Linked DNA regions of Sus scrofa: all the other regions are linked to region 1. The links are chromatin contacts, called in public Hi-C and HiChIP or PLAC-seq maps. All regions are on one chromosome and are shown on one strand. Each heading gives the region's core, a stretch centred on a gene start, on an enhancer-like site or on the middle of the called end of the contact. The rest is flanking DNA. Distances are from core to core; before and after follow the strand shown.

Evidence for each region. A called contact is a pair of places that touch in the nucleus more often than the background predicts. HiChIP or PLAC-seq counts read pairs in DNA pulled down with a chosen protein or histone mark.
Region 2: a Hi-C map of skeletal muscle shows a contact between it and region 1, with 5 times the contacts expected there. The contact joins the promoter of SYNM here to the enhancer-like site in region 1. A contact is called at or near these places in 8 of 47 Hi-C or Micro-C datasets (embryonic fibroblasts, fetal heart ventricle, fetal skeletal muscle and 5 more) and 1 of 2 datasets of contacts at active chromatin or transcription factors (skeletal muscle).
Region 3: a contact with region 1 is called in an H3K27ac HiChIP or PLAC-seq map of skeletal muscle. The contact joins two enhancer-like sites. A contact is called at or near these places in 2 of 47 Hi-C or Micro-C datasets (fetal heart ventricle and subcutaneous adipose tissue) and 1 of 2 datasets of contacts at active chromatin or transcription factors (skeletal muscle).
Region 4: an H3K27ac HiChIP or PLAC-seq map of skeletal muscle shows a contact between it and region 1, with 3 times the contacts expected there. The contact joins two enhancer-like sites. A contact is called at or near these places in 1 of 47 Hi-C or Micro-C datasets (embryonic fibroblasts) and 2 of 2 datasets of contacts at active chromatin or transcription factors (alveolar macrophages and skeletal muscle).
Region 5: a Hi-C map of skeletal muscle shows a contact between it and region 1, with 5 times the contacts expected there. The contact joins the promoter of TTC23 here to the enhancer-like site in region 1. A contact is called at or near these places in 2 of 5 promoter capture datasets (fetal liver and liver), 6 of 47 Hi-C or Micro-C datasets (embryonic fibroblasts, fetal skeletal muscle, heart right ventricle and 2 more) and 2 of 2 datasets of contacts at active chromatin or transcription factors (alveolar macrophages and skeletal muscle).
Region 6: a contact with region 1 is called in an H3K27ac HiChIP or PLAC-seq map of skeletal muscle. The contact joins two enhancer-like sites. A contact is called at or near these places in 1 of 47 Hi-C or Micro-C datasets (embryonic fibroblasts) and 1 of 2 datasets of contacts at active chromatin or transcription factors (skeletal muscle).

The regions. Positions count from the first base shown.
Region 1 is chr1:138,339,947-138,344,070 of Sscrofa11.1, forward strand. No RefSeq gene overlaps it. Among named protein-coding and RNA genes, the nearest start is that of MEF2A, 56 kb to the right of the region's middle. Within about 2 kb of position 1,750, at least 76 of the 83 cell types and tissues checked have an H3K27ac peak or open chromatin away from gene starts, as enhancers often do. A contact at or near this core is called in alveolar macrophages, embryonic fibroblasts, fetal liver and 6 more, where this site is marked.
Region 2 is chr1:137,853,690-137,857,813 of Sscrofa11.1, forward strand. It overlaps SYNM (synemin), which reads left to right and starts at 1,955. Exons shown (of 12, transcript XM_021098348.1): 1 at 1,955-2,886. The coding sequence starts at 2,077.
Region 3 is chr1:137,869,511-137,873,634 of Sscrofa11.1, forward strand. The region is part of intron 2 of SYNM (synemin); the gene reads left to right. It overlaps TTC23 (tetratricopeptide repeat protein 23), which reads right to left. Exons shown (of 11, transcript XM_021098378.1): 11 at 1,387-4,124. Among named protein-coding and RNA genes, the nearest start is that of SYNM, 16 kb to the left of the region's middle. Within about 2 kb of position 2,176, at least 23 of the 83 cell types and tissues checked have an H3K27ac peak or open chromatin away from gene starts, as enhancers often do. A contact at or near this core is called in skeletal muscle, where this site is marked.
Region 4 is chr1:137,961,736-137,965,859 of Sscrofa11.1, forward strand. The region is part of intron 5 of TTC23 (tetratricopeptide repeat protein 23); the gene reads right to left. Among named protein-coding and RNA genes, the nearest start is that of TTC23, 33 kb to the right of the region's middle. Within about 2 kb of position 2,271, at least 10 of the 83 cell types and tissues checked have an H3K27ac peak or open chromatin away from gene starts, as enhancers often do. A contact at or near this core is called in skeletal muscle, where this site is marked.
Region 5 is chr1:137,995,041-137,999,164 of Sscrofa11.1, forward strand. It overlaps TTC23 (tetratricopeptide repeat protein 23), which reads right to left and starts at 2,161. Exons shown (of 11, transcript XM_021098378.1): 1 at 1,716-2,161. It overlaps LRRC28 (leucine-rich repeat-containing protein 28), which reads left to right and starts at 3,500. Exons shown (of 10, transcript XM_001925096.7): 1 at 3,500-3,602.
Region 6 is chr1:138,078,321-138,082,444 of Sscrofa11.1, forward strand. The region is part of intron 5 of LRRC28 (leucine-rich repeat-containing protein 28); the gene reads left to right. Among named protein-coding and RNA genes, the nearest start is that of LRRC28, 82 kb to the left of the region's middle. Within about 2 kb of position 2,456, at least 24 of the 83 cell types and tissues checked have an H3K27ac peak or open chromatin away from gene starts, as enhancers often do. A contact at or near this core is called in skeletal muscle, where this site is marked.

The DNA of each region.
Region 1 (4,124 bases), core at 500-2,999:
CCTCCGAATGCTGACACTGTGGGGCTCTGTGCACAACTCCAGGTTTATTTCCCAGTATCTGGTGTTTCTGTGTCGCTTTTGTGCTGGGTTCTCCCAGTATATTGCCTTGTCCTTGAGGGAGGAAGCCTGCCAGCCTCCAGCTTCCTTTGTAACTTCCCAGTTCCTCTGCCCACAGCCTCTGCAAATCTGCTCACCCACCCCAATCACTTTGTCTTAAAGTGCTCTGGGACTGATTTTCTCATTTTCACTAAGTGAAAATAACTCTTTGGCTTCGTGTCCACTGCATAGGTACCTCTGGGGGCAGAGGTCGGCAGTGTGGCCATAGAAACTCCAGAGGCCAGCAGCCTTCAGGATGCAAGGACCGCAATGGCTCACCTAATGACCTCCCGCGACAAAGCCCAACACCCTCCAAAACAGAATGGCTGTCTGTGCCAAGCACATCCCCTCTGTCCTGCTCTCAGAAAAGGCGGTACGCACAGTGGTTAGGAGTTCAAGGGCTCAGTGCCCTCCTCTTAAACCTTAATCATCGAAACTACTTAAACCGTCATTTTAGTGCTTAAGCTTCCCTTTCCTATGTAAAATGGGAATAGAAACTTATTCTAATTCCTACGCATGTTGCAAGGAATACTTGAACTATCGTACGCAAACCATTCAGCACAGTTTAGCGCTCAAGGCTTACTAGCTGAGCCTGTTTGTAATTAGCGATTACTAATGGTCAAGATTTGTAGGTTCTCTCTTCTGGGACGTGGGGAGCTTCGCTGGCCAGCGCGAAAGATGCCGCCTGCCATCCAGGTCCCTCCAAGTTGTACTGTCTGGGGGCCGGGTCCGAGCCGCCACGAAGCGCCAGGGGCCTGTGTTCCATTGTGCTTGCTCAGTGAGGGTGACCCAGTGGCCGCCCAGGCGAGGGCACAGGTGCGTCCTGTCCGCAATGAGGGCGTGGGCGCGGGCGTGGCGAGCTGAGACCTGGGGGCGCCAAGCGTGTCCCGAGGGTTGGGGTCTGGCCACGGTTCCAGGAGCCCGGCAGGGGGTGTCTGGCCGCTCCCGAAGGGCGCCGCCTGGCACAGCACTCCGGGAGACTGCCCGACTTGCGCCCCGCCCCAGCCCCGCCCCCGGCACCCCGGGTTGGCTGGAGCGGGCAGCCACGCGCGGCGATTTGCCACGCGCCGCGTCACTGGAGCCGCTCCCGGCCCGGCCCCCACGGCCGGTTGGGGAGGCAGCGGCGGGGGAGGCGGAGGCTGCAGGGCGCGACGCCGCCGGGCCGCCCCGCCCTGGGAGGCGCCCAGGCCCTTGTCAAGTGACCAGTATCCCTTCCAGGAGAACACGGTCCTTCAGAGGGAAGCAAGCTCCAGCCCGTAGCCCCGGCGCCAAACCGCCGTCATCTCCTTCCTGTGCCGGGTGAGCCGTCTCTCACCCACCCGAGAAAACATAGTCCGCTCCTCACGTCCTTGTGGGGTAGTGTTCGCTTCCAAACATTGTGACCCTCTTTGCCCGCACCCTTGTCTTCCCTACTCTAAGTGCTCTACTATCCACCAAGAGGGTAAATCAGCTCGGAGAAGAAACCTTAAGGGAGAAGCAAAAGAGGGAGCAAGGGGAAAGGAGGGAAAAGGAGGAAAAAGCGAGGTCGGCGGAGGGACACTGAGTCCATCAGCATCGTGCGCACGCGCGCTGGAAGGAACGAGTTCCGGCCCGGCCGGGGCCTGCCTCCTAAAAATAGCCCCGGTGTGGGGATCCGTGCGCGGGCGTCCCGGCGAGTCCCGGGCTGAAGGAGGCGGCTCCGGGCGGCGCGGAGCGCTGGTGGCGGGCCCGGGCTGCGGCGTGTGTGTGCCCGGCAGCTGCGCCTAAGACGTGGTGAGGACTGCGGGCGGCACGGTCTGGTCTGCGGGGCCGGCGTCTCAGCGAGGGAGCCGGGTCGGGGCTGGGGGGCGCCGGGGCGAGGGGCGGCGCGGCCCCGGGAGGGGCGCCTGCGGGGCTCTGGGGACGCCAGGACGGGGTGGCGTCGGGCTGGCACAGGGCCGGAGCCGAGGTGCGCCGCGGCGGGGCGGGTGGGGTGGTCGCGTCGGGTGGGCGCCGCGGGGCGGGGCGCCTGCGGGTGTGGGGGCGGGGTGCCCCGAGGGCGGGCCGGAGGTCTGAGGGGTGTCTCGGGCCGGTGGAGGCAGGCTGGGCCGCGCGGGCTCGGCTCGAGGAGCCTCCCTGGGTGCGCGGCGCGAGTGGGGCTGGGGGCGGTGGTGGACGTCGCCTTCTTGAAAGTTGAAGGAGTTCCCTGGGGCTGGGAGACTCTGGAGTAGGGCGGGGGACGCCCGAGGACCCTTTTCTTCATCCTGCCTTACGAGGCCGGGGTCCACCCGAAGGGCCTGACCCCTGGTGTGGAGGGGCGTTCTGCGCCCTGGTTGGATATGAAGTTCCCCCACTTCTGGTTTGGGAGAATGTTGGTCTAACGGAGCAGAACATGTAGGTCCAAGCTCTCCGTGTGTGTGTGTGTGTGTGTGTGTGTGCGTGTGTGTGTGCGCGCGCGCGCGAACCGGTGGCCAGGTCGCCCCAGGGTTCCAGGAGGTGGCCCCGGCTTGGGGGAGCACCTGCCCGTGCAGACGCCCCACCGATCGGCGAGACGTCTCGCGGACAAGGGGCTGCAGAGGGAGCTGCTCGCTGCCCCTGAACATCCACCCAAGTAGATCCCGGATCGCACGGAGGGTTTTGTGAGATAGAAACTTCGCCTTTTAGTTCGATTCCACCCGTCTTTGATAAGTGAGGATTTATTAGTAGGTGAGATAGTGCAGACAAGTTTGGAAAAGATGAATATTTCTGATTTAGAAAAACAAGGTTTGTTTTGTTTTGTTTTTTCCTTTTAAAATGTAGCTATAAAAATGTCCTCAGACTTGAATGGTTCCTGAGATAAGCGAGCCTCCTGTCATGATCCAGGAGGGAACTGTATTGGAGAAGAACAGCACAGTGTTAATCTGAGTTTTAGTTTACTGTGAGATTTTGATCCCAGTAAATGTGCTTTTAGAAAGGCCTGCTGTGCTGTGTTAACAAGAGTGTGTGTATTTTTAAACACGTATTGTCTAAAGTTTTTTAAGTTATAGCACAGCATTTTTTTTTGTGTCTTGTATCTGTTACTGTATGAAGAGAAGGGTCTCTAAAGCTGTAATTAGGTGTACATTACACAAGAGCACTTTCCCTTTAAGAATCCAGCTGTGTTGTTTTGGCAACTGCCAAGTACTCCAGTTGTCAGTTTTAAAATCTGTGTTACCTTGGCAGTACTTGAACAGTCTGTGGAAAAGGTAAACAAAATAGCTTAAAATTTTTTTTCCCCAAACACAGAAATGGCATTTGTTTAGTAGTATGAATTTAGGAAATGAGGATAAAATAACCATATTGTGTTATTATGGCTTTTGTATGTACACTTTATGGTTTTGTTTTGTTTTTTTGGTTTATTTTTGGAGGGCTCAGTCTTTACTTTTTTTTTTTTCTGTGAATGGCAGCTTTGTTTTATGAAAAAAGTCACGTTTTCACTCAAGTGGATGTAAATTTTAGTTTTTCTTTGTATCAAATGTAACGAACACATGTTAAATGTCATGTAAAACTAATTAGTTCTGTATGATGATGCACTGATTCTGGAATTACTTTTAATTCTCAGTGAACACTGTAGTAAAAAGTTGTAATAATGGTGTTACAATGAAAATACTTTGAAGAACTAGTGATTTAAATACTTTGTAGACAGTCTTCAACAATTCTGTTGGAAGCCCACGTCCAGTAGAAACTTATTTACTAAAGCAATCAGTGACCTCTCTAAACAAAATAATTTGCTTACCTATTTCATTTAATTCACACTCTTGTTACATACTGTGGTTTTATTCATATTGATAAAAGTGATAAAATTATGTTTAATTCCTTAAATTACTTCCCAGCAAGAGTTTTTTTCTCCCTCCCCCCTGTTATATTGTTTAGGGCAGTGAGTGAGTGAGTGGTGGCAACCATTCAGTAGAAGGAAAATAACCTTTGGGGCTCAAAAATAATAATTGTAATGTCACCATGTTGAATTATGGTTGGAGAATTATCTATATTCTTAGAGTTTTTATGTTTTCTTAATGGATGTGTGTGACAAAGTTTTTGTTTTTTTTGGTAAA
Region 2 (4,124 bases), core at 705-3,204, 490 kb before region 1:
GCTAACTCGAATAATAGCTTTGAAACACTGAACTATATTTCCTCAAATTTTTGTAATATTCAAAATTCAGTAGCTACAGACATAACACACTGAGTTTCATCTTCATTACTAACATGTTCTCCATCAATTCTTTAAGTAAGTCTTGGCTGTCGGTAGAATAATGAATCAAGTTGACAATTAACAAAAAATCTACTGATTTCTGCAGTGTAAATACTCATGCTACCAATACAATGTCAGCAAGCACAGAGGTGGGTAGCCACTCAGGAGCATGGGTTATTTATTTTTTTATTTTTTTATTTTATTTTTGGTCTTTTTGCCATTTCTTGGGCCGCTCCTGCGGCATATGGAGGTTCCCAGGCTAGGGGTCGAATCGGAGCTGTAGCTGCCAGCCTACGCCAGAGCCACGGCAACGCAGGATCCGAGCCGTGTCTGCGACCTACACCACAGCTCACGGCAACGCCGGATCGTTAACCCACTGAGCAAGGGCAGGGATCGAACCTGCAACCTCATGGTTCCTAGTTGGATTCGTTAACCACTGCGCCACGACGGGAACTCCAGGAGCATGGGTTATATAGCATTCCATCTTACAAGGATATTAGACATCCATAACTTCAAGAACAGATAATAGTAAAGAGCAGTAAAATAATTAGGAAGTGATATATTTTAAGTTTTATTTCCTTTTTGAATAATTAATGGTAATCCTCTATAATTTATTTTTTAATAATATCTGGCTAGTGTTATTTTTAATAATAGCTTTTAACAACTAGCTCACAAAATTCCTGATAATTTAACAGGTAGCTTTCACAAGCCAGCACGCCACTGCCAGTCCCGGTGACTTCTGGGTTCTGCAGCAATAGGCACTGGCAGGAGCGGGAGAGCAAGAAGAGAGAAGGGTTGGATTTTTCCTTCTCTTCCTCCTAGGATGCATGCTACAGCTCCTGCTCCTCAACACTGTTCCCTCCTTCTGCCTCTAGGGGGCTAGTGGCTTCTGGGTCTTTCTGATTCCCGCGGCTTCCCCATCACATCCACCCCTTTGTAAGTAGTCTCATTTCACCCCGTTAAATCATTCCCTTCCCTTTGAGTGTTTTTCTCTTTCCTGGTTGGACACTGCCTGCTCAAGTCTGCTTCTGCAGTCACAACGTCTAATACTTCTATTCCCATATTTAGGAACTATGTGTCCTTAATCAAGTTGCTCAACTTCTCTGAGCTACAGTTTTGTGAGGATTAACTATGATGCATCAGGGTATGATTTTGAAAGATTAACCGTGGTGGGACTTTATGTTATCCTCCTGCTATTTCCTGGTGCTCTATAACTCTTTCCCAAACTGAGCAGCAATAGTCTATAGAAGATGTTTCTCAGAAACATAAAGCATAAGTATGGGGAAAGTTTTGAGTTTCAAAATGCAAGACCTTGAAGGGCATGAAAGAAAACCTAATGAGTCTGAGCAAAGCATCCTCTTGGGAGAGCCACTGGTCCCTGAGAAGGCTCTCCTACCTCCCTAACGTGGAGAACTGAAGAATTGAGAACAATGGCTACAGGTTGAGTCCAGGCTACTGTTGGCCGCCCCACAGTGCCCTGGTGCCCCAGTGTGGCCTATGAGAGACGCTCGTACTGATGGGATTTCCAGAGAGGTCTGGATGCTGACATTACAGCAGCTGTGTGGCCTGACGAACAAGGGCCAGGTGACGATGTGCATCTGGGTGAATGGGAGGAGGAGAATAACGAGGAACCCTCAGTACCCCTTCTGAGAACCCTGCCTGCCGATATGCGAGAGCCAGCTTAGAGGGCTCCGGACAGCCTGGCCCTGGGTTGGGCAGCCGCGCGGCCTCACGGTCATTCCGCCAGGAGGCGCTGTCCGGCCACACTGGCCGCGCCGGGCCGCACTCTGATTGGCTAGAGGACGTGGCCCGCGGCCACTCCCTCCCGCCCACCCTGGTAAGTGCCGCTCGCTCGCCAACTCCCGCCCCAGTCTGCGGGCCTCGGGAGCAGCGGCGGGGCGGGAGCGGCGCGGCGGAGGGGACAAGACCAGGGCAGGAGGGAACCGGCCCGCCAGGAGAGCCCCGCACACCATCAAGATGCTATCCTGGCGGCTGCAGACGGGCTCCGAGAAGGCTGAGCTGCAGGAGCTCAACGCCCGGCTCTACGACTATGTGTGCCGAGTGCGGGAGCTGGAGCGCGAAAACCTGCTCCTGGAGGAGGAGCTGCGCAGCCGGCGGGGCCACGAGGGCCTGTGGGCCGAGGCGCAGGCCCGCTTCGCGGAGGAGGCGTGCAGCTTGCGGCAGCAGCTGGACGAACTGAGCTGGGCCACGGCGCTGGCCGAGGGCGAGCGCGACGCGCTGCGGCGCGAATTGCGGGAACTGCAGCTGCTGGGCGAAGAGGCGCGCGCCGCCCGCGGCCGTCTGGATGCCGAGCTGGACGCTCAGCGGCGGGAGCTTCAGGAGGAGCTAGGTGCGCGCGCCGCTCTCGAGGCGCTGTTGGGCCGGCTGCAGGCCGAGCGCCGCGGCCTTGACGCGGCCCATGAACGCGATGTGCGGGAGCTGCGCGCGCGCTCCGCTGGCCTGACTCTGCGCTATCGCGCCCGCGCCACCGGCCCTGCCGCACCCCCGCCGCGCCTGAGGGAAGTGCACGACAGCTACGCACTGCTAGTGGCCGAGTCGTGGCGGGAGACCGTGCAGCTGTACGAGGAAGAGGTGCGCGAGCTGGAGGAGGCGCTGCGGCGCGGCCAGGAGAGCCGGCGCGAGGCCGAGGAAGAGACGCGGCTGTGCGCGCAGGAGGCGGAGGCGCTGCGGCGCGAGGCGCTCGAGTTGGAGCAGCTGCGAGCGCTGCTGGAAAACGAGCTGCTGCGGGTACAAGAGGAGTACGAGCTTCAAGCCGAGGAGCGGCAGGTCTGTGCGCCCTGCGAGCGCTGGTGGTGGGGGAGTGGTAGGGCTCCCAGACCACAGAGTGCTCACCCAGGGCCCGGCAAGGCTGACGGGTGGGGCCAGCGCAGCGGGTGCACCTGGGGACCCGGGCGCCAAGGGGCCGCCTTCCTCAGGATCCCGGCATCTTGCCAGTACTGGAAAAAGTGCGCAGTTCTTTGGTCCATCTACTCAGTGGAAGAGTGCCAAGTGGCAGATCCTGGTGAATGGCCCTGTCCCTGTCAGGTTGTCAAATTTAGACCTTGACATGACTGGGTGCATCCTGACAAATGACTCCCTCAGTTCTCAGTTCTTTCAGTTTCTTGTGTTTGGAAGACCGAGTTCACATAGAAGTCAACCAGGAAGGCCCAGAAGTGACTTCAGAGGTGACAGCTCCTTCTTTCTCAGACACTTCCCAGTGTTGGGAAGGTTTCTAGGCAATGTCAAGTCCTTGTCAGAAACCGTTCAAAATTGAACACTAGGCACTAGGGCTTCTTTGGGGGAGAACAACTTGTTTTCCAAAACGGTTTTTATTTTGCCAAAATGATTTCTCAGTTCCCCGTTGGAGTCAGCTGGTCGTGGCTCCCGGGCCACTGCTTTGTTTGTTCTTGGGAGGGGCAGAAACCTTAATGCAGAGAATTTAATCAGAGATGTTTTTTCCACAGTACAAGCTGATGTCAGATCTCTGGGTAGTGTAAAAGTCGTGTTAATGCAGGTCCCTGTGGCAGGATGTTATTACAAGTGCAGGTAATATAAACAGTTCCTATTTCAGGGAAGCAAAGCTCAAACCTCTGACACAGGCGGTGACACCTGTAGCTGATTTATTGTCTGACAGGGTTGCCCTGGTCATGCCCAGTCTTGGCCAGAAATGGAAATATTCCCCAATCCTGCTCTCAGTAGTTCTCAGGATGACAGTGTAGAACAATATTCACACACATTCAGAAATATTTTAAACCGAACGGTTTATGGCTTCGAATGAAAGATTTGTGTTAGAGTGATTTTGTGCCTTTCTAAAAAATTTAAAAGTGAAGGGAACATGGTGATTTTGGTGACATCACAAGCATCCATAAATAATCAGCAGATATCTTTTGACTAACCTGGTCTCTAGGGCTGCACTGGAGTGTACATGGGAAATCATATAAAGCAATACAGTACAGAATTGTTTGGAATTTAATCTTTTGGATCATGGGTTTTGTTTGGCCTTTCCTGCTTAATTTTCAAAAGTG
Region 3 (4,124 bases), core at 926-3,425, 470 kb before region 1:
AAAGCTACAGACTGAGAACTAGAAGAAGCACAGTTAGGAAATAAATAGTGCCCCCCCACCCCCCGCCACCCTGAAAAGAGAACAGAACCGTCCTTTGGAGTAAGCTGTTAGAAAGTCTAATGGGGGAAAAAAAAAGATATTCAAAACTGAAACAAAAAAATGCAAAAATACCCAACAATGTACTGAGTCCAGAAACCACAAAACTGAGGATAAAAAAGGGCCCAGCCTGGATTTCTGATTGGGGGTGGGGGTGGGGGGTGTCAAATGATGCAATCTCCATCAAAATTTTAAAAACGAGGCTTTGTTTTTTTGTGTTTTGGGGGGTGGAGCCTATAACAGTTGTTCTAAGTTTCACCTGGAAAAATGGAAAGCAGGGCCAAACCATTTCTCAAAAGAAAAACAAAACACCGAAGGGGACTGTTGCCTGGCTAGAAACGAAAATAGAGAGCAAAAATTTCCTTTCTTGCCTGAGGACTTTATGGCAAAGTCCTTTTAAAAGGTAAGGTTTTGAATCCCCCTGTGGAGCTGGGGGTTAAGTATCTGGCATTGTCACTGCAGTGGCCCAGGTCACTGCTGTGGGGTGGGTTTGATCCCTGGCTAGGGAACTTATGCATGCCCCAAGCAAGCCCTTTAAAAAAAGGAAAGTTAGGTTCTTTGTATGTCTGTGCAGGGGGAGGACGTGAGCACCTCTCTGCCACACACACACTCTTTTTCCTTCTTTTTCTTCTTTTTTAAAATGGCTGCACCTGTGCCATATAGAAGTTCCCAGGCTAGGGGTCGAATTGGAGCTCCAGGGGTTGGATTGGAGCTCCAGCTACTGGTCTACACCACAGCCACAGCAACACCAGACCTGAGCCACATCTGCGACCTATATTGCAGCTTGTGGCAACGCTGGATTCTTAACCCACTGAGCAAGGCCAGGGATCGAACCGCATCCTCATGCATACTAGTTGGGTTCTTAACCCTCTGAGCCACAGTGGGAACTCCCTATTCCTCTTTCTGATTGCAGCTGGCAGAGGCAGTGGGTTTTAACTGTTCTAACTCTTCAGTCTCCAGATTTAGACTGCTAATGAAGCAATGCTGGTAACTCCTAATGTTGGTTATTTCAGGGTTGTGCCATTATTTTTTTAGACCACCTGTACCTTTTAATGTGCCCGTTCAAAGGAAAACATTTCTTGGGAAATTCTCAAGTCTTGGAGAAATTTTTTGAAAATTGGATCCTACTTTTTTTTAATGTGTTAACAGTGAGACTTACCTAGTGAGTAGGTGAAAACTTTGCAGTTAATAAAACCCTGTATTTTTAGGATAATTGGAGTTGCTAGCCTTGCCCACATCAGCATGTAAAGGAATTAACCCTTTGTTAACCATGATTTTAGGTAATTCAGAATCCCTTCCCTTCTTGAACTCCTTTAGGTAATGGAAAACCAGCTTCCTTCTGAGGTCAGTAGAAGGTGATGTAGGGGGTGGTGGTGATGATGGTGGCTGACATTTATCAACCATATATTCTGTGACAGCCACTCTTGCAAGAACTTTCCAGTCATTTTATGAATTACCACCCCAAACCTGTGTGTGCTCCCTATTTCAGAAATGGGGAAATGGAGCCACAGAGGGTTTGAGTGGCTTCCCTAAGGTCATAGGACTGGGAAGGGGCAGGCCCCGGATTTGAATCCAGGTAACCTGATGTGGGAGGTTTCTTGGTTAGCCACTCCTTGTGCTTCCTCTCTTTGCTTCCTTAGTAATCTTTCTGTGCGTTTTTTGTTTGTTTTTAGTCTCTGGAATTGACAAATGGGCTTTCTAGCTGTGATTTCTTTCTGAGCACAGGGGAATGACCCAGAGGCGGCCTGGCACTGTTGCCTCCTTGTTTTTCAGATGCCCGTTGTTGGGTTGGACCCTTTCCAGTTTTGATGGTGATGCTGGTTCTGTGGAGGGAAATTTGCCCCTCTCTCCTCCTGTCCCCCCTCTGATTCCCAGTCCCCAGTCTGGAGTGACAGGTGGTCCCTCACCCTCTCTGGAGCTTGGGGGCCAGGGGGGCTCCTCCCAGCCCGTCTTTCTCCCCCAACCCCCACCTGCGTTTTGCCAGGAAGCACCACATGAACCATCCCTCCACCCTGGGCCAGGCAGGCTCCCCTACTGGTGTGGCTTCTGGAAACATCCTCCGACTCTCCCTCCCCCTGCCCCCTGTCTCTTGCCCACAGTTATGGAGGGTGTGCAGGGCAGTGGCACTGTGCCCTCGATGTAGAGTAACAGCCGATATGCCCTGAGCTTCCATTGGGATAATGCATCCTAGCCGAACCGCTGCCACTCAGCCCCACGGGTGGTCTATTAGGGCCTGGAGCCAGGCCAGGGGCCGCATTAGAGCTCCCTTCTGCCCTGTGGGTTGGTCTTGGACACCTTAATGAGGCTGGGGACCTGATTTTCCCGCACATGTTTGCTTGTTTTCCTGTCTCTTGAGAGAGGCTGCCAACCTCTGGGGCTGTATGAAACGTTCACTAATAGCCTGTGATTCAGGCGGTTGGCATTTCTCACCAGCACCATGGCTGAGGATAGTTTTCCTTCAACGCTCCCGAAATAACCCGAGCGCTCTCTACCCATTTCTTAAAGCTGTAGGAGTCTATTCCTTAACAACTTTCCTTTGAGGAGTTCCCACTGTGGCTCAGTGGTAACGAACTGGACTAGTACCCATGAGGATGCGGGTGTGGCCCTAAAAAGACAAAAAACAAAAACTAAAACATTCCTTTGAGAGCTTTGGAGGGAATGCACCGTTTCTGGCCTCTCCCAGCAGTTTTGGTTATGCCTCTAGTTTTTATGGGGGCACTGTGGAGGCAGGACGCTGTGTGCCATGGTGGGGGGAGGGTCCCAGCTGTACCTGGGAGCTCTGTGCTGGGTCTCCAGGTGGGGAAGGTGGATCCTGCCTGCCTCTCGGGGCAGCCATCTGGAGGGGAGGCACCGGTGGACCTGAGCTCTTTCCTAGTGGGAGCTTTGGCTCTTCCCTATAGGGGCGTTTGATGGAAATCACCAAGAGATGTTGGATCTGCTTTCGTTAATATGGTCTGGGCGATCTCTCTACAGGAGTTTTTCTAAAACATGTGTGAAATGGCACCATTTCAGGCCCTGAAGGGTGGCCCAGGTGGCTTGCAGGGGAGGGCCGAGTGCCCTGGTCACTGGAGAGCACGTGACTTTGGCCATCACTCTCCCACACATCTGCTCACCTGTGGGGCCTGGGCGCCCATTGTTGGCCCTGCCTGTGGTTGCCAGGAGGACTTGGTGAGGTGACAGGTGGGAGGCTTATAGCCTGCTTGGTGCTCAATCTTAGCTAGGGTTGGTGAAGGCATTGGGCACAGGAGCATTTGTGCTGTGTCACCAGCCACATAAGCCCCTTGGGGACTGGTGCCCCCTCCTAGGAACCATTGCACCTCACGTTGGGTCCCGAACTCAGTAAAAAAAAGTTTGGTGATGGTTTGGGTTTTCTCTGAAAGAGGAACAAAACCATTCCTCCACGGGGAGAGGGAAGATCCTTTTCCCCCAAAGGGATCTTCATTATCCTGCCCCAACCCGCCACCTGTCATCAAGTCTCTGCTGACCTGGATGCCCATGAGCACCTTCTGCTCTGACTTGGGCAGCTAGTGTGAGGAGCCCTGTGATACCCAAGGCTTCCTTCCCAGCAGGTGGAAGGAAGATATCAAATTGGACTTGGCCTTCCCAGCAGCCCACCCCTATGGCCCCTGAGCTGTAGGAGGCCATCGTCCTGCTGCTGTAATCCTAAGAGTCTGACTTTTACCGGGAGCCTGTTTCCTCCTATTATATACAGAACTCAGAGTTTTCTCGGTGATGGAGGCTATTTGTGTTCGTGGAACATAACACGCTTGGTCATGAGGGTGTGGGATTAACAGGCTGGTGTCCTGTTTCCTGGCTTCTACCCTGTGTGGAAGGGCCAGGGCTCTGGGCGCCACCCCTTGGTGTCCTGTGCCCACACGTGTGCCCTTCACTCGCCACTTGCAGGTGAACCCCTTGCGCACCCCTGGAATCCTCTCGCCCTTGGCTGTGCCCTTTGCCTCAGGAGGGGCCTCTCTGCTCTCTTCCACCTGCCCACGGGGCTCTGGCTTTTGTGGGAGTCACTGTGTTTG
Region 4 (4,124 bases), core at 1,021-3,520, 380 kb before region 1:
TACTTGGTGAAATAAGTCAGAGCAACACAAACACTCTGTCATCACTTATATGTGGAATCTAAAATTTAAAGGAATCAAATGAATATAAAAATCAGAAACAGACTCAAAGATATAGAGAACAAATTAGTAGTTGTGAGTGGGGAGAAGGGAAGGGGGAGGAGCAAGATAGGGGTATTAGATTAAGAGATACAAACTACTATGTATACAATAAACAAGCAACAAGGATATATCATATAGCACAGGGAAATACTGCCATTATTTTGTAATAACTTGAAATGGGGTATAATCTATAAAAATATTGAATCACTATGTTGTACACCTGAAGCTAATGTAATATTACAAATCTACTATACTTCAATAAAAAAATGAAATGGAAAGAGTAAAGCTTTAGAGGATTCAAGTAATCAAAGTAATCCGTGCTAGGAAGTTTCCTGCTTCCCCACATTTAAAAAAATCAGATTTTGCATAAGTTAAGAACACATCTTCAATCACAGGAATACAGGATGAGGAAGAGTGCCAGGAAAAATCAAATGATTTCCTTCTTTGTTAAATAAGCATAAAGCATTCCAGGCACACAGCATCCCATGGGAGGATCTAACAGGAGAAACATCCATGGAGAACAGTGGGTGCTTCCCCGGAGCAGGAAAGGGAGAAGCAGGACTTTGAGCACATGAGCATTTGTCAGAGCATCTATGCCTGAAAGATAAAGGCAGAGAAAGTGATTCTTTAAGGAAACACTTTCTTTAAAGTTATAGAGGTGCAGCTAAGACACCAAGGACCTCCAGGTGATGGCATTAACTAAAATAAATAAATAAATAAGTAAGTAAATAAATAAATAAAAGCTGAGTAGAGCAGCAAAAGTTAGATTTGGAGATTACCAACTGAATCAATTTAGGGAGGACTATGATAAAGGGAAAGGCTATTACTGAAGTCAAAAATTCACAGTAAAAGCCACTGGGAATGCTTTACAGGGAAGCATATGGAATTAAGCAGAATTCCACATCCCAATGAGGTGATGGCAGGTAGACACAGACATTGTCCCACTTACCACTCTTTTCTCTATTACTTTCTACCCTCTCCCAGGGGGTACTGGCTAAGAGAGAAACCTCCCCCATGTTCATTCTTCTGTGGAAACCTTGCATGAGAATCACTTTCCAAATCTTGTGACTATAATGAATCTACAGAAAGCAAAACCAAGAAACAAGCTCAAGCTTCAAACACACATATACATGTATATGTGCATATGTACACATATCGGCACACAGATAGATACACATCTGAGTTTTAGCTTAGGTGGCTCATGAGAGCAAAGACAACAAAACAAAACAAAACAAAACAGCCTTCTCAGGTCATAGGAAAAAAAAGTACAGGAAAGAATATTGCGAGCCAGGGCAGTCAGCATCTTAATCTGCGATGTAGGAACTACATGCTTCGAAGTCAAATCATTTCCAGAATGAAATGGCAGAAAGGAAAATGCTCAGTTAGACAATAACGGTAATAATAGCTACTTTTGTAAGGGCTACCAGGTACCCGATGCATTAATGCAGGGTACATTTGACTGTCACAACAATGCTCTGGGGGCTGACAGGAGAGTGCAGGATCTACTTAGGGTCCTACCGCTGGGAAGGGAGAATGGACACTGACATGAACCCAGGGCTACCTCACTCCAAGGCCAGACTGTCCGCTATACCATGGCACATTCCTTAGAGATTCCAGATTCCTGGAAAGTGTCTTGTTGATCCTCTGAGGAGGGTTTACTTGTCACAGGCACACTTGAGAGCTGGTTCAGCAGAGCAAGCAAGGCCAGGTCAAGTGCTCTTTGGGCAAGCTACGTAGGACTCCAAAGATGACAAATCGAGCAGTCATAGAGAAAGCTTGGGATAGGCCACATGTTCCAGAGCAGCAGTCTTGAAGGGCCATCACCATCATGCTGCGTAGAAAGATTATTTTAAAAGGTGTATGGGAGGGGGCGAGCACAGTCATGCAATGGTATACACTGCATATATAAAGACATTATCTGTCTCTGGGGATCTATCTATTAGTAACCAGAAGAGAAAAGAATCCTTAACACTGGAAAAAATTTGCCTACTTTCTCTGGTGACTTTCTTGGCCACATCTGAGAAAACAACTGTGCACATAAGAACACAAGATTTGGATTCACTCTCCAAAGTTAATAAATGATTACTGAATGAAGTAGTCTGGAACAAAGGAGGGCAGGTAGAAGGAATGATGCTTTAGGCCACAGTCCAGGGATGGAAGGCACTGAGTGTGAGTCACCCTGTAGCCCTTATCTGTCAGCCCAAGGAGAAAAGAACTGGCATGGCCTGATAGGCACCATAAAAGGCAGGCAGGCAGGAGGAGGAAGACAGTGCACTGAAAGATCCCCTTTTAAGAGAAACATAAAATCTCATGAGAGCTGCCTGAGAAATTACCCTGGCCTTCCATTTCCAAGGCATGGCAAACAAAAAAGCCTTTGTGGTTGTTAGCACAACTGTAGAAATGTACAAAACCAAAGCCTTGTTACCTTCTAAAGCAGATCCATTTGGACAAAATATTCACATTTCAATGAGGAAACAAAGTAAATGCATGAGAACTGTGCTGTTTAAACATGCATGTTCCAATGAATATGTCACAGTGAAGAATTAGGATAAAAAGAAGCAATAAAGTTTAAAACAACTCCATTAAACACAAAAGCAACTTTGGAGAGCTTGGAACATTAACTTAAATTCTTGTTGGGTATTTAGCACATGTGTGTACAAGGCCCGCCATCTGCTGGCAAGGTTTGGTACTGCTAATTTGGAAAGTACTCAAGAGGTGCTGGATTTTGGCAGAGGATAATCTACTTAATTTTGTAGCAAGTGATCAACATTAAATACTAATAACATTAGTTAGGTCTCAATTTAGTCAACAAGTATCAGATCTTGGACCTCATATTTGTATATTTCCTGTTTTATAATACAAGGTGGAATGTCTACTTCTGGGCAGGAAGAAATTCTGGACTGGTAGGCTTTCCCAGTCACTACTCTTCTTCCTCCACTACATAAATGGAACTATACAGCATAAATTCTTTTCAGACTGGCTTCTTTTTTTCTTTCTTTTTTTTTTTTTTTTTGGTCTTTTTCTAGGGCCGCACTCGCGGCATGTGGAGGTTCCCAGGCTAGGAGCTGTAGCTGCCGGCCTTCGCCAGAGCCACAGCAATGCGTCTGTGACCTACACCACAGCCCACGGCAACGCTGGATCCTTAACCCATTGAGTGAGGCCAGGGATCGAACCCACAACCCCATCGTTCCTAGTTAGACTCGTTAACCACTGAGCCACAATGGGAACTCCCAACCTGGCTTCTTTCACAAACATGTTTGTGGGAATCATCCATTATGTTAAGCGTAGGAGTAATCTGAACATTTTCTTTGTCTGAACAGCTCACAATTTTATCTACCCTGCCTCTGATAAGCATTTGGATTGTTTCTCCAATTCTTGGGTATTATAAATAACATAGCTTTGGACATTCTTGGCTGTGCCTTTTGGTGATGTCAGGAAACAGGAACCCATGTGCCCTGCAAGTGAGGGCAGATGGGTGTAGCAATTGGCCAGTACGTGATGAACTTAAGTACAAGCATACTCTGTGACCATGCAATCCTCCCTGTGGAGTACAAGCCTCATAAAAAGTCTTTCAGAGTTACCTAAGTGGAGCTGCACAAGGATATTCATGGCACGGAGTTCCCGTTGTGTCTCAGTGGTTAACGAATCCGACTAGGAACCATGAAGTTGCGGATTCGATCCCTGGCCTTGCTCAGTGGGTTAAGGATCTGGTGTTGCTGTGAGCTGTGGTGTGGATCGCAGACGTGACTCAGATCCTGCATTGCTGTGGCTCTGGCATAGGCTGGCACCTACAGCTCCGATTAGACCCCTAGCCTGGGAAACTCCATATGCTGCAGATGTGGCCCTAAAAGGACAAAAGACAAAAAAAAAAAAAAAAAAAAAAAAGACATTCATGGCAGGGCCATTATGGGAACTGAGGATGATTGAGCCAAATGCCTTTAGCTTGGAGGGCAGACAAGCTCAGGATGGCAGGTGCATTCCATGGGGCATAACAAAACATCAAGGAAGGGGCAACAACTGAAAAC
Region 5 (4,124 bases), core at 911-3,410, 340 kb before region 1:
TTTTATTGCTTTACTGCACCATGACGAACGCCACATATAATAAAAATTGTATCTGTAGTGCTATACAAAAACAATAAGCTCACTGCTTCAGAAGAATAGAAAGAAATGCATCAAGATTTATCCTATTCAGTCATGTGAAAGTATATGGAAAAAAAGTCTCAAGAGACTGCTACCAATTTGCGCTCCATCATTTATAGTATTTAGTCCCTTAGCTTCCAGTCTCTGTTGCTGGAATCATCTTAAGCTGCAATGTCAGATCTTTTTTTCTTTTTATGTTTTTGGCTATGCTCATGGCATGTGGAAATTCTCAGGCCAGGGATGAAACCTGCACCACAGCAGCAACCTTAACCACAACAACCCTTAAGCCACTGAGCCAGCAGAGAACCCTGCAATGTCAGTTTTATCATTCTCAAATATGACCTTTAAAACCCAGGACCCGGAGTTCCTGTTGCAGCTCAGCAGAAACGAATCTGAATAGCATCCATGAGGACGCAGGTTGGATCCCTTGCCCTGCTCAGTGGGTTAAGGATTCAGCATTGCTGTGAGCTGTGGTATAGGTTGCAGATGTGGCTCAGATCCTGTGTTGCTGTGGTTGTGGTGTAAGGTCAGCAGCTACAGCTCTGATTTGACCCCTACCCTGGGAACCTCCATATGCTGTGGGTATGGCCCTAAAAAGACAAAAAACAAAACAAAAACAAAAACAAAAACAAAAAACAATGACCCAGGACTTGACTCCTTAATTCTTGCAATTTTGACTCTTCATGTAACTTCTTAACCTTTTTTTTTTTTTTTTTAAATCTAAAGTCCCCAAATGAACATTCTGCTGTGTCAGGGATAATTATTCTTTAGCTGGACATATTTGCTAACAAATCCCCCACTACCTGGGATGCCATTTCTTTCCTCTTCCATCTATTGAAATTTTGCCCATTGCTCAAGCTCCAAATGGGTCTTAACCCTACTTTGAAACTCTCCCTGAATATTTCTGCTCACACTGATCTGAGCACCTGAAGCAGCTATGGTCTGTAACAGCCATCTATGCATCAAGAACTATACAAAAGTTTTCATTTAAATCTTTTTTGAGTCTCTTTCTAGAGTATGAGCTCCTTAAGAATATATTTTATTTAATAGCCCCATATATAGATTAACAGAGGACCCTTAAGAAATATTTACTGCATACCTGAGTTGGGCCTTATAAAGGTAAAGATGTGCCACCAGGTATTATATTTACTAGCTGAATCTTGAAGAATCTTCAAGATGTTATATTTTGGAATTACATATTGGCTGGATTCTTTAAAAAGTTGCTATTTCAAATATATATTTTAATATACATTATTCTCATTTATCAATATTTTCCTGAACATTTATATTTTAGCTTTAGTAAAAATATCATTTTTGAAAATATAAATGCTAGATTTCACTTTTGAGAATTTATCCTTACATCCACTACCTATTGATTCTGTTTCATATACCAATATTATATTTTCCTTGGTCATTAGCCGATCTGACCCTGCTACAAATGTAAACAAAACCCAATTCCAAAGATGATAATTTTGTCATATCCTTTAACAGATGGATTGTCTATTATGCTAGGTTTTAAACAAAAATATCCATTTTGCTTGATAATTACAATAACATTAAGACATTAAATCCATATTAAAGCAACAACAAAATACAGCTTCTTGGAGTATAAAATAATCTATAATTAACCGTATTACCTTGGTCCTTTTATCATTCAAAAATCCACTGCTAATCCCAGGATAACATTTTCTCTAAAGAGAAAAATAGCCTCTGAAAATCTTTCTCCCTGCCACTCTGACATTATGGCTGTATTTTATCTGCTTTTCCTTTGACAGTCTCCTTTAAAACTAGCAAAAAAAAAAAAAAAAAAATCAGAATAGTTTATTTAACTCTGTAGAATCCTTTGTCAGTTACCCTGTGTGCCTTGAGAGGTTGTCCGTTTCTTTTTCCATTGAATTACACTGTTGACTCGGCAGCCTGATTTTCCAGATTGGTCCACGCTGTATCGGTTTGGTGATTTTTTGTAAGGATTGATAACTATGAAAGAGTCTAAAAATAGGGCAGTTCCAGACTAAATTGGAACAGTCTTTTCCCGTAAAGCAATCTGGTATCTCACAAAATTCCAAGAAGAATGAATGACAGAGCACGCACCAATAGGAAGTGGAGAAAAGTATTTTGTCTAAGTTTACTACCCAATCCTTGGGAGCCAGAGGTGGGAATTTTAAAATAGGGTTGTCCTTTCCTTGGAATTTTCTTAAAGTGGTATCCCCTCCTGTTGAAGTCTGCCAAAGATTGCCAAATCACTAATTCTAAATTAGAGAATTTTTCCTCCGTTTTGAGTTAGGCAAAGTGTAAACTTGGCACTTGACAAATTTAGAGAATTTTAAGAGAATCACATGGCTACTTTTGTGTCTATTTCAAAGGGCAGAAGTTATTTCAAGATAATTCATTTTTTCATGATCAAATATAAGTTAATGTACTTAAATATTTCATTTTTAGAGAAAGGCAAACTAAGAGGCTAACACTGCTTTTAAAAAATTGGTCTAGCTATAGTTAATCTTTTTTGTCTGTATGACTCTTCAATATTAGGAGCAAATCATATTATTTGGGTTGATCTTAAACATCCTAAAGATTTTTGTTTTTACACAAACTGTAGGTTTTCTCATTTTAAGTCTAGTAAAAAGTTCAAGTACAAGTTCTTAAGTATTTACAAATCTGTATAAAAGGTCTTAGAAGTACATGACATACACCATGCATATACTTTAGAAAACTCTGAAGACTAGTTTACTAAATAGATAATTGCTAGTATTGCATTATAACTCATACCTTTTTTGGGATAGGTGTTATTTTTATTTAATATAACTGCTTTTCAGGCTACTTAATCTCTAACGGAAATTATATAAACCAACGTAAATCTATAAAGTCAAAGCTGTTTGACAATGAACCGCTAGATAATCAACGTTAGGCTTTCCAAAGAGGTTACCCTCTTTTCAATAGTACGTGTGTCATAGGACAGCTTTGAGAGTTAAGTGAAATAATCTAGCGCAGCTCTTAGAACGCTGCCTGGTACACAGTAAACGACTGGGTGTTAAAGTTGCTGTAATGCACAGAATTACATTAGAGGACTAGTGAGTCAGTGACAGTACGAATGAAAGAAGAGATCAGTTACTGGCGGTTCCCGAGGTTGGAGCCGGCCAAATCACCCCCACAAAACCCTAAGCCAAAAGCCAAATGCGAGAGCAACCCCTAACACCGGAGCCGGAAGCAAAGGCCGAGTGGGGCGCGGGGCAGGCTTGGAGAAGGCCCTTTTTTCAGCGAATAGGCATGTCTCTTGGAAAACGGGCATCTTATCCCACCTATTGCAAAACCGTAAGAGCAGAGGCGTAATATCGCGAGGTTCCGTTCTTCTCTGCTCCGCTCTGCCTTCCCCCCAAGCTCCAAAGTGCGAGTTTCGCCCCGCCCCGCCCCTCTGCGCCTGCGCCCCGCCCCATCCCCTCCCGCGTTGCGCCCGGCCCCGCCCGCCCGGCCTCGGCCTGCGGTCCGGCGCTCCTGCGCCCGGGAGCGCTGGCTCCTCTGGCGCCGAGGTGAGTGTGGCGCTTCGTCGCTTCGGTGTCTTTTGTAGCAAAGCCCTCTAGCCGGGCCATTGGCCCTGACCTGGGTCAGGCAGAAGCGTCCGGGCCGCGGCGAGTGGACCTGGGCCCAAGCGGGCCCGTGAGGGCCTCGGGTCAGCACGGCTCCCGGCCCTTCTCGCTCTCCTTGGCTCGGTACCGGCTCTAAAATTCCTGCTACTGGGCTCGCTACTCCCCAACGGTGACCACCTCAGTGTTTGGTTAACTCGGGCCAAATGGCATGTGTTTTGCCTAAACTTCTGTCAGCCTTCTCAGTACTGAGAAAATAACCTTTAAAAATGCTTTTAATACACGTTTTAAAATTCTCTAGTCTCCAATATTAGGAAACTGAAATATTTTACCGAATTAACTATGGAAGTCAGTCTAAGGGACTCCTTTCCTTAAAAAAATGTGTGGAATTTTCTTAAGATGGACAGGTTTGTTTGCTTTAGGTAATAATAAAGTAGACTGGTGTTTAGCTGTCAGAAAACTGATGTG
Region 6 (4,124 bases), core at 1,206-3,705, 260 kb before region 1:
TGGTTTATCTTTTCATTTTCTTAAAGATGTCTTTTGAAGAGCAAAAGTTTTACATTGTAATGGAGCCTAGTTTATCATTTTTATATTTTATGAATTATGCTATCAATATCATGTTTAAGAACTATTTGCCAAACCTAGCGTCACAAAGATTTTTCTCTGATGCTTTCTTGTATAAGTTTTATATAAATTTTTATCTGCTATGTTTATGTCTGTGATCCTGTTCAAGGTAATTATTGTGTGTGGTGTGAGGTAAGGGTTGAGGTATTTTTACGTGTAGGATAGTTACTTGTTCCAGCACAATTTGTTGAAAAGACTGTCCTTTTTTTTTTTTTTTTTTTTTTTTAATCTTTTTTTTGTCATTTCTTGGGCCGTTCCCACGGCATATGGAGGTTCCCAGGCTAGGGGTCTAATCGGAACTGTAGCCGCCAGCCTACACCAGGGCCACAGCAACGCAGGATCCGAGCCACGTCTGCAGCCTACACCACAGCTCACAGCAATGCCGGATCGTTAACCCACTGAGCAAGGGCAGGGATCGAACCCTCAACCTCATGGTTCCTAGTCAGATTAGTTAACCACTGCACCACGACGGGAACTCCTGTCCTTTCTTTTTGAAATTCCTTGGTACCTTTGTCAAATCAGCTGACCATAAACATATGGGTTTATTTCTGGAGACTCAGTTCTGTTCCATTAGTCTTTATGTTTATCATCATGGCCATACCACATTGGCTTGATATTGTAGCTTTATAAGAAGCTTTGAAATGAGGCCATGTTAAGTTCTCCAGCTTTTTTCTTTTTCAGATATCTTTTGAAAAAATTAAATTACAATGGTTTTTTTTTTCTTCAAAGCAAAAGAAAATTTATTTTCTCCCTTTTTTGGGTGTTTCATCTGAATACATATTTTTATGTCCATATGGGTGACAATAAGAAGATAACAGTGATGGTCTGAAGGACCTTTTATTAAAGTAATCTATGGGGATCATTACACTACTCAGTATAATTTCTCATCACTCATCTGTTTGTTGCTTTCCTTTTTATTTATGTAACTTTTGACTTGAGGCTTGTTTTTCTGATTTCATTGTGCCTCCACAACAGTGTGCCCCTTATCAATAAAATAGTTACAGGGAAGGGCCAGACAAGTGGACCAAATGTTGTGGTCTGCATTGAGACTCCAGTAGGATGGATAGTTGAAGTAGAGACAGACTGACTGAGGGAAGCTATTTCTGTTTGTCCCCCCACTCCATTGTGGATCTGCTTCTCTTCACTGATGGCCAGATCTTGGTGGTGGGAGTTGATCAAAAAGAAGATAAAGGCTCTGGGTTTTGGCTGACACATGATCACCAAAATGCATTTTGATGTCCTATAGAGATATGAAAAAATATATAAAGAGATTAGATGAAAGAATAACTAGACTTTTGGATAGTAATAAGAGTTCTTCCATGTTTTCTTAATAAATATGAATGGATTTCTGTATTGCTGAAGGTTGGGATTAAATATTGTGAGCATCTTTTTTTTATCATATCTGATAAGCCATTCAGGGCCTATCATAACACTTAAATTTTGTTATTTAATTTTTCTATAATTTCTAAATGCTGATATTTAAAAAGCTTCCATCCATATAGAAATACAGATTTCGTAGCAAATAATTTTAAAATTCTTTCATAAAATTAATGTAAAATAAATACTACTTCGAAATTTATCAATATTTAACAAAACGTTTATAAGAAAAGTATAGCTATTGCTAGAACTAAAATTCTCCCAACACCTTTAGGATTCAAGCTTTAGCTTTTGGCAAACTATTGGTAGTATGTTTAAAATGCTTTATAGAATGTTAATTAACAACCACTGTCTTTTTAATCCCCTTTGATATGCTACTTAGAGACAAGTAAAATTTGGAAAGTGGAAAATAATGTATTTTTCCTTTTGTATTTTTATGTCATTTTAAAATAACTTTGAAAATAAACACAGTGGCTTTTCTCTTTTCAAATCCTGCTTTTTCTTTCTCCATTTAAGTCTCTGAATGCTCTACTTCATTTCTCTAAACAGTGCTCTACATAAAGTGTGTTAGTAAATATTTGTAAAAATTGTGGTGAATAATTTCCCATTTCTCCTCACTGCTTAGGAAAAGATGGCAGTATTTTACCATCAGTCATTGAGATGTTAAGCCTTGATGGTAGTAGTTAATTTACTTTCAATGTAATAATTAAACCTATTCAGAAGAATGCTTTTGTTAAATGTATTTCTCCCTTTGTCTTCATTTAATTATTTCTTAGTATTGCTCCTTATTAGATCAAATTATTTTGGTTATCTCTAATTAAAAGTTAAATATCTGATAATGATCTGGCTCTTAGGAATACACGCTCACTAATGATGCTGAGCCTTTTCTCTCTGCTGTTAGCCCAGACAGTGCCCACTTTGGTTTCCTAATTTAGTAACAGAAATAAAACTATGCACGACTGGGCAGGTTTGGTATGCCGGCATCCAGCCAGGAAGCATGGGTTTCTTAAGCAAATGGACCTATGGGGATTTGCGGAAAACAGAGATTAAGTTACATGAGCTTTGCACTTTGCAAATCCCTAACTATTTAAAGGAACTTGGCTAACCCACTGCTACCTAAATAAAACTTAATTTTGTTTAAACACACAGACACACTAAATGAAGTTTTATTTCCTTTTCCAAAATTACCCTTCATCTTAGTGCTTTTAATTTCATATTTTTGTAAACTTTTAAAAGCACTTTCTCTTTTAGTAAACAATGCATCAAAATTAGTTGTTAAATCTATTCCGTTATTTTGTGCATCTGTAATACCTTTCAAAATAGCATAATATGAAGAGTTGATAATATGTATAGGTAGCGTGTTTCTCTATGAGAAAATGAAAGTAAGTTCTGACAGAGATAAATTGAGAAAGGAAAAGCCTGGTTTTACACACTGTCTCTGGCACTTGCTTGGCTGGGCAGCCTTGATTGCTGCTGTCTTCTCCACCACCATGGGTATTGTTAGTGCTCCACTTCATATGGCATTCACTGTGATCTGTGGATTTGCAGGGGTTGCTTCCTGGAATGTTTGAACACAGGCTGCTCTCCTGTCTGCTGACACTTTTCCTTTCTGCTGCTGCTTCTTATCTGGCATATTTCTGATTTTTTCTTCCCCTCACTCCCCAAACTTGTCTTCTTAAGGTCCATTGCCTCTGAATTTGAGGCCCAAGGATTAGCCCACTTCTTTCCCCTTTCAAACCTTTATGTGTTCCTTGTAGCTTCTTGCCTTTCGTTGACAGATGAGGGCCAGCTGTCCACTCTGGTGATCTTTTTTTGTTTTTTTGTTGCCTTTAGACTATTTATAAACACTGGAAGCATATTCTGAAGTGTAATTTTGTTGAAAGAGAGAGAGAAAATATGACTAAATGAGGATCTCTCACAAGACTTTTGACATACAGGAATGAACAGTTAATTCCAGGACATGGGAGAATATCGGTGGTGAATGGAGAAGGATACAGTGTGCATTATAATAATCCTTGGAGCAGTATTCATTCACAATTAGAACAAAGTGGATTTAATATAAACTTAAGTAGTCAAATTACATTGACTTTAGGATTAATATGATTTCCCACTGTATAAATGCAATCCAAAAATATAAGAATACTAAACATCACACATTTTTTGACATTTTTTGAAGCTTCCTCATCTGTAAAAATGGTTTTTAAAATGATCTGTTCCTTGACTGTGGTGAATTTCTGTGTAAGGCAGATACACAGTCTTAGCTCATGATTCCCTTCCTTACCGCTTCTCTGCCTTCCTGTGCTCTTAGAATCCACATCCAGTGGAGACTGGCTCATAGTTCCTCTGCTATTGGACTTTGCTTTGCTTCCTGAGAGAGAAGGCCCTGTTCCAACAAGGTTTCCCTGGCAAAGGGATGGGGAGGGGGAGGTCTGTGTTGTCAGAGACTTAAAGTGGCCTCTCTTGGTTACTATGTAATTCTGAACAATAGTGATTATCTAGTATGCAGATATTTTTGCTGTGTCTTAATAATTTTTATTTCATAAATGTATTTATGCTATTGTTATTGCTAAGAATAATAATCTTAACAGTTACTCTAAAAAGTGTTAACTCTCCAGATAATCAAGAGATTA